Linked DNA regions of Mus musculus: regions 1 and 3 are each linked to region 2. A link is a contact called in public HiChIP or PLAC-seq and promoter capture Hi-C data. All regions are on one chromosome and are shown on one strand. Each heading gives the region's core, a stretch centred on a gene start, on an enhancer-like site or on the middle of the called end of the contact. The rest is flanking DNA. Distances are from core to core; before and after follow the strand shown.

Evidence for each region. Promoter capture Hi-C pulls out the DNA fragments that hold promoters and counts their contacts. HiChIP or PLAC-seq counts read pairs in DNA pulled down with a chosen protein or histone mark.
Region 1: a contact with region 2 is called in a promoter capture Hi-C map of stem cell-derived epiblast-like cells, with 2.9 times the contacts expected there. The contact joins the enhancer-like site here to the promoter of 1700028E10Rik in region 2. A contact is called at or near these places in 9 of 39 promoter capture datasets (3T3-L1-derived adipocytes, the C10 cell line, cranial neural crest and 5 more), 4 of 484 Hi-C or Micro-C datasets (the HL-1 cell line, cortical neurons and uterus) and 12 of 115 datasets of contacts at active chromatin or transcription factors (T-cell acute lymphoblastic leukemia, bone marrow-derived macrophages, cardiomyocytes and 9 more).
Region 3: an H3K27ac HiChIP or PLAC-seq map of stem cell-derived stembryo shows a contact between it and region 2, with 7 times the contacts expected there. The contact joins the enhancer-like site here to the promoter of 1700028E10Rik in region 2. A contact is called at or near these places in 13 of 39 promoter capture datasets (the 3T3-L1 cell line, 3T3-L1-derived adipocytes, the C10 cell line and 9 more), 2 of 15 datasets of contacts at CTCF or cohesin (large pre-B cells and pro-B cells), 12 of 484 Hi-C or Micro-C datasets (the G1E-ER4 cell line, Th1 cells, cerebellar granule neurons and 8 more) and 14 of 115 datasets of contacts at active chromatin or transcription factors (the NIH/3T3 cell line, T-cell acute lymphoblastic leukemia, astrocytes and 11 more).

Annotation. Positions count from the first base shown.
Region 1 is chr5:150,839,468-150,842,167 of GRCm38.p6, forward strand. The region is part of intron 1 of Gm36447 (a long non-coding RNA gene); the gene reads left to right. Among named protein-coding and RNA genes, the nearest start is that of Gm36447, 26 kb to the left of the region's middle. Within about 2 kb of position 1,299, at least 117 of the 459 cell types and tissues checked have an H3K27ac peak or open chromatin away from gene starts, as enhancers often do. A contact at or near this core is called in embryonic limb bud, embryonic stem cells, fibro-adipogenic progenitors and 4 more, where this site is marked.
Region 2 is chr5:151,367,361-151,370,060 of GRCm38.p6, forward strand. It overlaps 1700028E10Rik (RIKEN cDNA 1700028E10 gene), which reads left to right and starts at 1,315. Exons shown (of 4, transcript NR_045700.1): 1 at 1,315-1,496. It also overlaps a transcript of Stard13 not described here.
Region 3 is chr5:150,771,285-150,773,984 of GRCm38.p6, forward strand. The region is part of intron 19 of Pds5b (PDS5 cohesin associated factor B); the gene reads left to right. Among named protein-coding and RNA genes, the nearest start is that of Gm36447, 42 kb to the right of the region's middle. Within about 2 kb of position 1,292, at least 40 of the 459 cell types and tissues checked have an H3K27ac peak or open chromatin away from gene starts, as enhancers often do. A contact at or near this core is called in T-cell acute lymphoblastic leukemia, Th1 cells, nephron progenitors and 3 more, where this site is marked.

The DNA.
Region 1 (2,700 bases), core at 49-2,548, 530 kb before region 2:
CTGGAAGGCAGGAAATGGAGCTGGGAAAGAAAATAAGCTCTTTTTCAAAAAAGTATTTAAAAGGAAGTGGCCAAGTAATGCTCCAGGCCCCATATGAGCTGTACTCTTTGAGACTTCATCTGTTTTCCTGGTGTTGTTGATTCAGTGTCACATAGTAGGCACTCTTGTCACACAGTAGCACTTTAGGAAAGATCTGTGGATAAACTCCTAAGGACAAATTATAGCCACACACCTTAAGGGGCGTATGGCTCCTCCAGAAGGCCTTCTCCAAGGCAGGATTTGATTCTCTGGGCCTGTGGTGGGTCTTAAAAGTCTGCACTTCAGGTATATTTCCGTGATCATTTTATGCAAACTTCTGAGCCCTGTCTACCCTGTGTAGTTCAAGTCCAGGTTTTGCAGGGCACATACCATAGGCACGTGGGGGGCAGAGCTTGGCCACAGGGATGGCTCCCGTCCTAGAGACAGATTTGAGTGCACCAGGGTCCTGGGTATTAAGAGAAAAGGGGAGACTGAGGTCTAATCCCCAGTCCCAGCTTTTCCGGTTTGGATTTTCTTTCTCTTCTATGACACAGTCTTACTAATGAAGGTTGTAAGCCACTTGGAATCAAGTAGTTGCCCTGGGGTCCAGAGTTACTACAAATGAGCAGTTAACTGGGGTTCTGGCTCTTTGCCAGTTTTTCTTGCTGTCCCTCCCAGCAGTGCATTATGCAAAGGTCCTTAGAGAGCTCCAGGCTGCCAGTGCTGGGGACTGTCCTATGGCAGTCCCTCCAGCTTGCTCCTCCCTCCTTCCTTATCTGCATGTTCTCAGACTTCACCCCTGCAGCAAATCACTTTCTTTTCCTCAGGAGAAGTCTGTCCCTTGGTGGGTGTGGTTCTTTTTAGGGGCTAGGGGCCAGAAAAAGGCAGGAAGCTTGCCCCCCGCCCCCCCCCCCCTCCGCGCAGTTGGTGTTCTGGCAACTTCCCTTCCAGAAGCTTTGTGAGCAAATCTGAGCTCAGGCGCCTGATGTGGTTGACCTCTGGGGCGGGCTTTAAAAGCTGCCATGATTTTGTTGAGTCTCATCTGGTTCGATTTGGAAAGATTTATCCCAGAATGATTTGAGTACCTTCCGATGCCTCCTTCCAATGAAGGAATCGCTTGGCCATTGAGAAAATGTACTACCCGCTCTTCGAAGGCATTTGTGTCTAAGAGCTAAAGACCAGAAGACGCAGTGTACTTCAAAGGCAGGGTTGCAGCTCTGGTGATCTGCTGTACCCTGTGTTTCAGCTGCTTCCGCTGCCCGAGGGGAAGCTCGCCTTCTACAGGGGAAGCTCGCCGTCTATAGACACAGTCCTCCTGCACAGGGTCCCATGGAGGCCCCACAGGAGTACAAGGAAGCTCTCTAAAGCCAAGAGGTTTGCAGCATCTGACTGTGTGACGTGGCTTGGAGACAAACCAGAGCCACATCAAAAGCTCGGGGACCCAAGGCCAGAACTACACATTGACAAGAGTAAACAAACAGACCAGCCTTCAGAGTTATACCACCCTAGCTTCCCACGGGAGGCTGCCTCTCCAGTCTATGCAGTTTTTACTTCCATCTCTTCTGCTTTTCGGCCTCAAGAAAGTTATTTATGAATTTGTCTTCACTCCCTAAGTTACACATTTCTTCAAGACTCTGTTGGCCCTGTTCAACTTAGGAAGCCTTGCGCATGGGCTGGGATGTGTGTGTGTGTGTATACATACATACATACACACACACACATATATATATATATATATAGTTGTTGTTTGTTTTCTTTTCTATCCAACTTGACACAGACTTAGACATGCCTAGCAAGAAGGAATCTCAATTGAGGAACTATATCCATCAGATTAGTCTGTGGACATGTGCGGAGCACTTTCTTGTTAATTAATATAGGAAGGCCCAGCCCACCAGGGCAAGTGGACCCTGACTGAGAAAGTCAGGAAGCAGAGTTCCTCTGAGGAGACTTGGAGGTAAGTGTGATGGCACTTGGTGTGGACAATCTCTAGCTGACCCTTCAGATGAGGACTGACTGATTCCTCAACCACAACCTGGTGGAAGACAGAAAGAAGCAGGCTACTGTAAGTTCCTGCTTCCTGACTTGTAGAAACTGTGAAGAAGGAAATAGTTGTTCTAAGTCACTGGATTTTAGGATAAATTTTTACATAGCTGCAGAAGAGTAACACATACCTAGTGATTCTTACTGATGGGATGGGATACCCAGACTGCAGCCAGCCAGCTCCTCTCTATGATTTTCCTGGTCCGATGTTCTCTACTGAATCCCCAAGACTTCCTGTCTTCTTGTTACCAGCACTTAGATACATGCTGTATGGGTTCCCTGCATTTTAAAGTAAGTTAGGATTTAGATACTGATAAAGGAAATAGATTTATTTATAGTTCAGTAGAGAAGAGCCAAGCCTAACTTCCTCCCCACAGTGCCTGAGGCTACCTTATTATTTATTAGAGCCCAAGACCAGGGCTAGAGCATATTTAAATTATACTGTGAGACAGGCTTATCAGTCCTTTTCGGCGGCATGGGGACCTGGGCCCCAGTTACCTTTAAAGATTTATTTATTTATTTTATGTATATTGGTACACTGTAGCTGAACAGATGGTTGTGAGTCTTTATGTGGTTGTTGGGAATTGAAGTTTTAGGACCTCTGCTTGCTCTGGTCATCTCCACTCGCTCAGTACCTGCTAG
Region 2 (2,700 bases), core at 65-2,564:
GACTAAGGAATGGCAGTTGGAGTACATAGGAGACTAAAACTAGACTAAGATAAGGTAGTTAAACTCTGGACCTGCAACATTCCAATTTTGCTACAGCACTAAAATTCTAATCAGTCTCTGCCACACCCGGCCCCCCACCCCCAGGAGTTTTCATTCACAACAGGTTCAAGCAAGGGGGAAAAAAAAAAAAACAGTACAAACTAGGGGTTAGAGATTACAAAGTTCCATTCCTAACCAAAAGGCATGTACAACTGATAACTGATAATACTGGGAAAGGTAAAATCAATTTTCCCCTATGGAGTATCAACCACACTTCTGGGAAGGCCCCATGCCCAGAAGTAACTGGCCAACACAAAATTGTGTGTTTGTGAGTGTGTGTGCGAGCGTGCATGTTTTGTTACTTTTTTATGTTTGACTTTATTTAAATCTTTGACAGCAAGGACCTCTGAAATTCCTAAAAGCATCTACCAAAAGCTGAAGACATTCCTGGGAAACTCGGGAGCTTTGGGAAACTGTCTTTCAGCCGAAAGTGTTATGTATATTTAAAGGTGGACACTAATACTTTCTGCAATACAAGTTCATAGTCCTCACGATACAACTAAAATAAAAACAAAGCCCATGTACCAGGGTAAAGTACTGTCCAGCTACTTAAAAATGGGTTTGGATCAGACACAGCCAACGTGGGAAAGGGGCGGAGTTTTCCCCTGGCAGCGTTCAAACCCTCAACAAACGGTTCTGTGCAAAGCCACACCGCAGAATGCAGAGTGCCAATATCCTGACAAAAATAAAGGGTAAAGCTCAAATTAAGCGCTTTAAAAGTCCGTAATATAAGCCTTTCCAAATCCTTAGATGCCATTAGCTGTCACGGGTAGCCTCGAGTGGGTAACGATGCAAGGACTGACACTGGCTGGGAATCAATGGCGAGAAAGCAGCTCGAGACTACCTTGTACATCGCTAACGTTCCAGAGATTTCCAGAAACTGAATTTACAGCCAGAAACCAACTCCTGTGAGAGGGAAGCAACAAAACAGACAAAAACCTGCTAAGACACCAGTTTAATGTCCGCCCGGCGAGGCCTGCAAGCGATCAAAGATGGAGAAATCAGCACATGCCTCCCGCAACAACGCCCTCCTAGTACGCAAGCGCTCGCGCGCCCGCGCGGAGGCCCCGCCCCTCGCGTGCACGCCCAGACCAGGCGCGCGCAGCGGAAGTTACCGCCTCCAAGGCCCCTCCTGGCTCTTCCGCCACGAGGCCCCGCGTTCGCAGTCCGGTTCCGGTTGTAGCTCCGCCCCCGCGCGGGAACACGCTAGAAGGCTGGATATCCGGGCCAGGAGGCTCGCGGAGCCCTCACTTCCGGTGGTGTCTCAGCCCAGCTCCCTTGAGGCGCAGGTTCTGGCTCTCGGTGCGGTAGCGCCATCTGGCGCCGAGTGTTCCCCGGACTGCGGAGGGGCGCGCTTCCTCCCTTCAGAACATTCCAGAGACACCGCGGCGGCCGGGGTAGGCTTTATGCGCTCCGCCAGAAGGGCGGGACCCAAGACTCCTCCTCCACCGAGTTCCCGCGCGGGAAGGGTTTTGCGGTTACCCTGAGCGGAAATGGTTGGAGTCTGGAGCGGGAACGGACCTCACGCGGGAGGAAACCGGCCTTTTCCCGTCTTTTCAAGTCCTGGCGACACAGTTCCTGCCCCACTGGCTCTCCTTTTTTGTTTCCTCCTTTCTGGGCACTGTGCTTCGGTTCTTCACTCGGCGTGGACCGAGGTCCTCCATGTCCCGCTTTGCAGAGAGGAGGCTTTACTTTGTAGCCTTTCGTTAGCCTGTGTTGGAGAAAAGCTTTTGCTCCATTACGTCTGTTAAGCTGGGGTGTTGCGAAAACGAGCAGTATCGGGGATTAAACATTAGAAGAATGATAATAGGTTTTTAAAACAAGACAGTCTCACCAGGTTCATCTCAGAACTGTGAAATTAACGCTGTGGCTGTTATGCCGTATTTCCTTTAGATAAGGGAAAACGAGTTTCCACCAGAGCTAGAAAGTGAACATAACTTTCCTCTTAAAAGAATTCATGTTTAAAAAAGTCCAGATGTAATACACTTGGAGCACTGTTAGCTATTGTGAGTTATTGTGTATCAAGATGCACAGTGCGAGCCAGTGAGATGTCCCTTAGAAGTCAGAGATCTGCGGTCACTTGTCTCTGGACCTTTCTCCCCCACTACAGCAGTATTTTCCCTACCTGTGCATGCATTTGAGTTCAGAAGGCTTTTAAGAGGCCAGTTCACTAGAGTTTAGAACTGGGAGAGGTGATATGGAAGGAGAGCTAGGTGACTAAGGCCCACAGTTGGAATAGTTTAAAGAGTTCAGGAGAGCTCTTCGCTGTTATTGCTGTTTTGACACATTAACCCGACAGATTAGTAGCCTTTCTAGCAGGTGCCAAGGGAGCAAACTAAGCGCTAAAACCATAAAGTTTGTACAGTCACACATTCGGGAAGCAAGTTCATATAATATACTCTGTTGTAGAGGGTGCTGTAACACCAGGTATACAAAATTTCTCAATTATGTCATCTCTGTTCTTCAGAGTTTCTTGAAAATAGTAACTCAAAAAATCACTTCAACAGACATTTAAATTTTTACACCCAGGAAGGTAACATTTTAAAAATCCCTTTCCTTTTGTAACTTCTTTATAGTTTCTTCTTTTCACTAAGTCATTGC
Region 3 (2,700 bases), core at 42-2,541, 600 kb before region 2:
CAGCACTAGTTTCTTGCATTTACTTTGCATTTTTCTGATGGCTAAGGAAGTTGAGCACTTTTCTAAGTGTTTGTCTTATTTTGGTAAATGTCTATTCCATTAATTTGTCCATTACTGATTGATTTGGGGTGTGTGGATTTTGGTTTTTTTTTTGTTTTTTTTTTTTTTTGGTGTTTTCAGTTTGGGATACTTTATAACTTCAAGATCCTAATTTCCTGTCAGATACAGACAGGGCTGTTAAGACTTTCTACCCTGAACACTGTCACTGTCACTGTTGTTGTTGTTGTGCACCAGGTTCTGAATTTTGTGTAGTCCCATTTGTTGATTCTTGGGATTATTTCCTGAGCTACTGCTGTTATTTTCAGAAATTCCTGGCCCATGCCTCTATCCTGAAGCTTCCTTCCCTCTAGAATTTCTAGAGTCTTACTTTAAGGTCTGATCCACTTTTATTCAGAGTGAGACTTTATTTCCAAATGCTGAGGAAGGAGATCCAGTTTGTCCCGTGCCATTTGTTGCAGAGGCTGACTGACCCTTTCTCAGTGGATGCCTTTGTCACCGTCAAGCTTTAGGGCCTGTGATTGTCTCTGTAAACACTCTGTGACTAAGTTTGGCTTCACATTTGCTTTATTAATTATCTGCGTAGTGGTGCCAGCCTGGTTGTAACGTCTTCCATTTGTTTGGTAAATGACTTTGACTCTCGAGTCTCTGAGTGTCGCTGAAGCATGTTACCCAGGAGATAGCTGGGTCTTGTTTATTATCTATTAGCTAGTCTATGTCTTTTAATTGGAGAGATAACAAAATTTGCATTTGGTGAGTGAGAGAGGTTTGCTAATTCCTAAAAACTTTTGGTTATTTTTCTAGTTTGTTGGATTATTGTGTATTGCTTTATCTCTTCCCAGCTAGTAGTGGTGGTTTTGAGGGCTTACATTTTGAGTGTGATAGATTTCTTCCCAGGTCTTCTCTCTTCACTCTCTTCATCTTTTCCTCACATGAAACTGGTATCCTCTGCTCTCTTGATCTCTTTCCTGTGCATGGTGTTCCTCTAGGTGTTCTTTTTCTTTTTCCTTTTTTTGCAGTGTTAATGTGATTTTTCCTTGGAACATGAACATTTGTGTATTTACCTCAGATAGGGCATTGGTGATGGGAGCTGGGGGAGAGTTCAACCTGGTAAGCCATTGGTTTATCTGTAACCCAGTGGGTGAGAGGTTATTTGCAGGAGCTCCACTGAGTCAAAGGCAGTTGATTCACAAAGCAGCGTGGGAGACCGCGTATAAGCTTACAGGCCGGGCGCTTCCTGCTCCACTGGGGGACTTCCCCTGCAGGGTCCTCTGCTTTTACAGCCTTGTGCAGGGAGGGAGGGCTCTCAGGATTGTAAATCTTCAGATTGATGGAGCCTGGGAAAGTTGATTAGCATCTTGATCCTTATAAGTTCCCTAAGTCATAGGAGCCCCCAGTCTCCTTTTCTCTGCAGGAGAGAAGCATTCAGTTCTGTGAAAATAGCAACACTACAGCTGGGTGGTGACAGTGTTGCTTTACTTCATGCTGGTTTTGGAATGTAATTATGTCCTGGTCATTTTGAAAGATTACTTTGCTGGATCTAGAAATCTGGTTAGCAGTAAAATGTATGCTTTCCTGACTGTTAGGGATTTCTTGGGGGCAGTTTGGTGTTTGCTCTTGTGGGTTGGTGTTTGTCTCCTGTAACAGTAAATAACAATCTTGTTTTACACTGCCTGCGTTGATTTGCCATTATAAATACCTCTTTGTTCTGGCATGCTCATTTTGTTAGGTTTGGGAAGTTTTCTACAATTTTATTGAATAGATTCTCTAGGCCTTTACATTTCATTAACCTCTCCTGCATGGATTCTTAAGTTTGGCATCTTGATTCATAGCTCCATGTTCTTGGAAGTTGTTATTAGATTTCACAGTGGGACAAATGGCTGAGGTGCTCATTAACATATCAAAGTGGACCTGACCCCTAGGTTCTCCTTGCATCCCTCATTCCTTACCTGTTACAGTCCTCCTGGCTGCCACAGCCCTCCCTCTACCATGAACTCTCCAGCCTTGGGAGCTAGGCTGCTCTTTCCTGTATAACCCAACCTTTTGGATTACTGGACCTCTTTGTACCTCTGGCCTCCTGGCTGCTGCACCTTCTTTTGCTCTTTCCCCTCTCCTTTCTCTTGCCCCCTCTTCACATGGCCCACCTCAGTCTGGTCATGTTCCCTCTGCACTCTCCCAGACATCCTGCCTCTGTTTATGCTCTCCCACATACCTATAATAAACTATCTTATCTCCTCCACCATACCTAGGAACAGTCATGTTCTTTCCTTTTTATTTCTTTTTTTATTCAGTTGTCAGGATCATTTATTTACTTTCTCTCCTTTCAGTGTTTGAATGTAGTTTTTCCTGTCCTAGTAACTGGCTCTCTTGAAGTTCTGTGATCTCTGTGGTCTAGTCTAGTGTGATTTTTTTTTTCTGTTGGGCTTTTTTATTTGATTCCTGAGCTTTTTGTTTCCTCTATTTCTAAGCCTTCCCCTCCTGCCCAGTTTCCCTTCTGACTTTCTCTTCACTTTTCACCTGTGCTGCTGGCTCTCTGTTCCAGGCCCTGCACGGATTGATTATTATATTCTCCAGCTTCTAGCCTCTTTGAAATTATTGATAACTTCTACAAATAAACTTAGAAAATCTTTTCGTCTTAGTATC